Linked DNA regions of Ovis aries: region 1 is linked to region 2. A link is a contact called in public Hi-C data. All regions are on one chromosome and are shown on one strand. The core of a region is the stretch at or near the end of the contact, and the rest is flanking DNA. Distances in the headings are between cores, read along the strand shown.

Region 1 (2,700 bases), core at 123-2,622, 92 kb before region 2:
AACCCCAGCCATAACACCCCATGTGCCCTTCATATGAAAATCAGTGTCCCTGTCTGCTCCACACCCCTGGGCTCTCTGCTTCCAGAGCCTCCCAGAATAACTGCATGTCTTCTCTGAATGTTTGGTAAAGAATCTGGATTGTGTGTGCCTGATCAGTCGCTCAGTCGTGTCCGATTCTTTGTGACCCCGTGGACTGTAGCCCACGAGACTCCTTTGTCCCTGGGATACTCCAGCAAGAATACCGGAGTGGGTTGCCATTTTCTCCTCCAGGGGATCTTCCCTACCCAAGGATCGAACCTGACTCTCTTGCATCTCCCACATTGGCAGGCAGATTCTTTACCTCTGAGCCATTCGGGAAGTGGCTGGATTAAGCTTTTTAAATTATCAAATTCAAAGCCAATCTTGCTGAACCTGGATGCCGCACCCCCATCTGTGGCTCTCTGGTCCCATCCCTCACACACTGCCCAGTTGGTCCATGATTTAGCAGCTCTGCTTTTGTCGTTGTTAGTTTTCTGGTCCATCTTCAACATTCATCAGTAGCAAACTAACATTCACTGAGCAGCTACTATAATCTGTGCTTTGAGAATTTGAGAAAGAGTCTCAAGAGAAGATTAGACTTGTGGTTTCCATTGTATAACCTTTGGTACAATTAGATTTTTATTTTTTTACATTATTGCAGACATGCTAAATCTTTTCACTCATATCTGACTCTTTGCAATCTGATTCTACAGGGTGTAGCCCATGAGGCTCCTCTGTCCATGGGATTCTCCGGGCAAGAACACTGGAGTGGGTTGTTATGCCCTCCTCGAGGGGATCTTCCCCACCCAGGGATCAAACCCGCGTCTTCTGCATCTCCTGTACTGCAGGTGAATTCTGTATTGCTGAGCCACTGGGGAAGCCCGCTTACATTACTACCTTTAGCTTATAAACATCTTAGACGAGACCACTGAAGGGATTTGATACATCATTTTTGAAAAAGTATATTTCACATATGAGGTCTTTCTGCACATGATTGTGGATTAATAGTTGGTGGATAAGTCTAGAGGGAAACAAACAATTTTTGTTTTGAGTTTGAAAACTACAGAGCTTTATTAAATAATCTTACCCTCTCCTTTCTAAGATTTGTTTCTGCACTAATAATGTTCCTATGCTTCCAAAGTCAAGAGCCTCAGTGTTCTGAGACTTGGAAACCCAAAAAGGATGCAGCTTTTCCCTGGGCCCTGCCCACCACACTCCACCAGACTCTTAGAACTGCCTCCTGCGCACAAAGGGTGAATCTGGAAAAAAACCCAGCTGACTCAGCCCTGGAACTCCCTCCTCACTCCACCCGGGCAGGACTGCTGTTCCTCTGACTCCCAGTAGGGGGAGCAGCTGCTCCCTCTATCAGTTCCAGAGACCTTCCCAGCCTCTGGCTATTCTCCAGGGTTCATAGAGCTAAAAGACTCTCCCCAGAGTTTCAGTCTTCTGTGTCCCACAGCAGTGGCAGCACTGTCCAAATTCCATCTCTGCTGAAAATGTAGCAAAATGAAGACTGTATTGAGAGCTGGCACCCGAAAGCACGTCTCCCATCATGACTGCCACCTGCCTTCAGCCCCCGATGTCTTGAGGAGAAAAAATGAAATGCATATTTGGACACATAGAAATGATGAATGAAGCTGCCACCACCCCCTGGAGCCCTTGGGCTTTCTTCTCTGACTCAGTCACCAATTCCCTAAGCTCCCTCAATGCCTTCCAAAGCCTGGGTGTGGCTACAGAGCCCTTGAAAAATGACTAGTGTGATGAGTAGTTGAATGCTTTATTTTAATTCAGCTAGATTTAAAAACAATTCAGTTATTGGAAAACTTTATGCCTGGAACAATGTGGGCAGATGAATGTTTTTTCAACTGTAAATTTTATAAAATCAAAATACATATCAAGTATTTTTAATGAAAATTTAACAGTCCAGATGAGATGCGCTGTAGGTAACAGATTTTGAGCACATAGAACAAAAAGAACACAAAACTGTCACATTTGTAGTGGTTCATATGATCACATGTGAAAATGCTATTTAGGATATCTCGGGTTAAACTATATTACTAAAGTTAATTTTACCTGTTTCTTTTTTCACCTAAGAGTTGACCCTTGAACAACACAGGATGAATTGCACAGGTCATTTATATGCTTATTTTTAAACAGTAAATACTGCAGTGTTACACACAGTCTTTGGCTGGTAAAATCTGCACAGGTGGAACCACAGATACAGAGGAAGCATGGATTTGGAGGGCCAATCACAAATTACACTCAAATTTCCCACTGCTTCAAGGACTGAGGCCCCTAGTCCCCCTTGTTGTTCAAGGGTCAGCTGTGTTTTTTAGCAAACAGCACTTTTCTAGACCCTCTTCCAGCTTATTTGTTTGTTTTAGAGAGGGGTTGGCTGTACTGAGCGGCATATGGGATCTTAGTTCCCCAACCAGGGATCAAACTCACTCTGCCTGCTTTGGAAGCACAGCGTCTTAACCACTGGACCACCAGAGAAGTCCCTCCAGTTTTCCTTTGCCTTGAAAACTGGCCAGAAATTCCACCTGGTGTGAACAGGGTGGTGTTCTGCGAAGAAATCACACAGCTTTCCAAGGCCCGCAGTGCTGGAAGGAGGCAGAAGGAGCAACACCAGGTGGAACTGGGTCTGACATCCTGAGGGAAAGCCAACCCATGCTAGGAACA
Region 2 (2,700 bases), core at 74-2,573:
TCAGTGCCTTGGCCACACGGTCAGCCCCAGAGCCAGCCGTTTGCACCCCAGTCCCGGTCCTCGCCTGCAGCCACTCCGCCGCACCCGGCCACCTGTTGCTGCCCTCGCGCCCGGAGCCGAGTCGCAAGCCGCCGCTAGAGTTCGTTCTAATTCCCTGGAGCAAAGGCTGGCCGGGAAACCCCGACGCTCCGAGCCTGCTAATCTTCAGGGCAGGCGGGGACTCCGCAGGGCCTCCCAGCCCCAGGCTCTCTTTGTCTCCTCGCGGCGCTCAGAACATCAAAAGTCAACCCCAGACAGCATCCTCTCTCCCCCTCTTGGCTCGTGCGCGCTCGCGCTCAGCTCACACCTGGGAGATGCTGACGCGTCGAGACGCCCACGGAGGGGAAAAGGGTTCATCCTGGCAGGACCCGGAGGCGCAGACAGGTTGTTCTCCGTGAGATTCCAGAGCGTCTCCTGAATCCCAAATCCCTTAGAGCTCCTTAGCTGGACACTGTAGCAGCAGCGCTGCGCCCCAAACGCAAGTTCGCGGTTGCGGAGGCCGTAGGCGGAGAGCAGCGACATCCCGACTCGCCTTCGCTCTGAGGAGCCCAAAGGGAGATCCAGGGGGAGGCAACAGTTAGGGATGCCCTCCCGCCAGGAACGCCGGAGTCGCAATTTCGAAAGTGACCCGCCTCGCTTCCGAGGGACTTGCCTATGAGCGCCGCGGGGGTGTGCATTTCTGGAAGTCTGAGAATCCCAGAGAACACTGGCCGGCAAGAGTTTTTAAGTCAGCTCCCGGGGCGTCTGTTTGTTTATTGACGCTTAGGGGGAAAGTTTGAGGATGTTTAACCAACCTCAGACCTGGCGCAAGCGAAAATCTCAGACTCTCTTGGGTAAAAGTCCTCTAATTTCGAGTCGTTATATAAGTAGGGGCTCTTTCTTACCCTGCCTACCCTAAGCGCTCTCGTTCCTATTTCAGGAGTTAAATGTGTCTCGCTTAAAAAAAAAAAATTTTTTTTTTTTAAGTTGTCATTATTTCCCTGAGTCCAAAGGCGGGAGAACGCGCAGGCCGCGCCCCGGGGCGCGCGGCGGCCCCACCCTTGCGCTGCGGGAGGGACGCGGGGTCCCGGGTGCCGCCGGCTCGCGCTGGAGCAGCCGCGCCCCGCAGTCCCTCCGTCCGCCACTCCACGTGGTCGGGATCAACAGTTTGCTGAGCTCATCTGTGACACCTTGAACTTTTAATAAAGAAAATGGGTATTGCACCGGGAGGGTTCGGCCGCGGCCGCCTCGCCGGGTCCTGCTTAATATTCAATGATCTCGCTCGCGCCTCCCCCTCCTCCCCTAGCAGAAATTCCACCGAGTCCGTTACTGGGCTCAGACTTTTAACTTAATTTACGGGGCCCCCACCCCAACCTTGGCTAGTAACCAGCGCCTTGAGGGCTAGCTTTCCCCCCTCCCACCCCTCTAGCTCCCGCCTGAAAATTGACATTTCGCCGGCGTCTCCGGAGGGAGCTGAATTTCACTTTGTAACTTTCTGCGGAACCCGAGCCCGGGTGGCAGCTCGGGTGGTGGTATCGTATGCAAATACGCATGCTGACGTTACAGATCATGTGGGTTTTGGCGTAGATTCCCCACTGATCGAGACATTTTTTCCCCCCTTTTTTTTTCCTTCCCCCCCCTTTTTAAAAATTTTGGCCACTGTTCTCCGTACGGGGGCTTCTGTCTGGCTGGCTGGCTGGCAGGCTGGCTTGGCCCCCTCTTTCCCACGGAGCCCGAGCCGGGCGCCCGGTGGGGAGTGGGGAGTGGGTGGGGGGGGAGCCAGCAGAGTTCCATTTTGGAACGCCCCTGTGCCGCGTCTCCGCGTTCCCAGCCCGGGTCCCCGCGCTCCCAGCCCCCGGCGCAGGTAAGAAACTTCGCCCCGGCGCGGAGCACCCCCCCACCGCCCCGGCGCCGCCGGCCCCGAGCCCCGCACGCCGGGCACCGGCCACTCCAGCCCAACTTTCCCACCGCCGCCACCGCCGCTCCCGAAAAATGTGTTGTTAATGGGACTTGGCCGGGTTTGTGATTGCAAAGGGGGGCGCGGGAGGGGGGTGGTAGGTAGTGTGCAGGCTTTTTTTTTTTTTTTTTTTTGCGGGTGGGAGGAGATCAGAGGAGCCAGAGGTGGGGGGGATTTTTTTTTTTTAAGAGTTCTGATTACAAGTTTGGATAAATGGGAGGCCGAGCGAGGAGGAGGAGGAAAAAAACATGTCTACGTTTCCCTATGTCGACATAAGCCACAAAAAAATATGGCGTCCGCTTTCGACAGGGCGTTACGTAGACCCGACTGTGTTTTTATTTATTTATTTCGGGGCCGGCTCCCTCCCTCCTTGGCCCGAGCGCGGCGCTTTGTGCGAGCGGGGCCGGTCCCGCGGGGACTCGGCCGGGACGTGGCCCCGGCTCCGCGGGGTTCGGCGGGCGGGGGGCTGCGTGTGTGTGCTCCCCGCCGTCGCCCCCCCGCCTCCGCGCTCCCCGCGTCTCCCCGCTCCCGGTGACGATTCGCCGTAACGTGGTGGCAGGAAGCATGACGCCGTGGGCTGAGGCTCGCCTCTCCGCTCCGCGCTCCTGGCGGCTGCCGGCGGCGCGGGCGGGCGGGCGGGCGGCCGAGCTACCTGCCGCGCGGGCCGGGCCGGAGCGCGGCGCTGTCCCCACGCCCCGCTCAGGTGCCGGGGAAGCCGCGTGGGG

What was found. A called contact is a pair of places that touch in the nucleus more often than the background predicts.
Region 1: a contact with region 2 is called in a Hi-C map of muscle, with 4 times the contacts expected there. The contact joins the enhancer-like site here to the promoter of ZHX2 in region 2. A contact is called at or near these places in 5 of 16 Hi-C or Micro-C datasets (hypothalamus, mixed tissues, muscle and 1 more).

What each region holds. Positions count from the first base shown.
Region 1 is chr9:30,075,168-30,077,867 of ARS-UI_Ramb_v3.0, reverse strand. No RefSeq gene overlaps it. Among named protein-coding and RNA genes, the nearest start is that of ZHX2, 92 kb to the right of the region's middle. Within about 2 kb of position 1,372, at least 1 of the 54 cell types and tissues checked has an H3K27ac peak or open chromatin away from gene starts, as enhancers often do. A contact at or near this core is called in muscle, where this site is marked.
Region 2 is chr9:29,982,683-29,985,382 of ARS-UI_Ramb_v3.0, reverse strand. ZHX2 (zinc fingers and homeoboxes 2) reads left to right here and starts at 1,323. Exons shown (of 6, transcript XM_060393695.1): 1 at 1,323-1,882.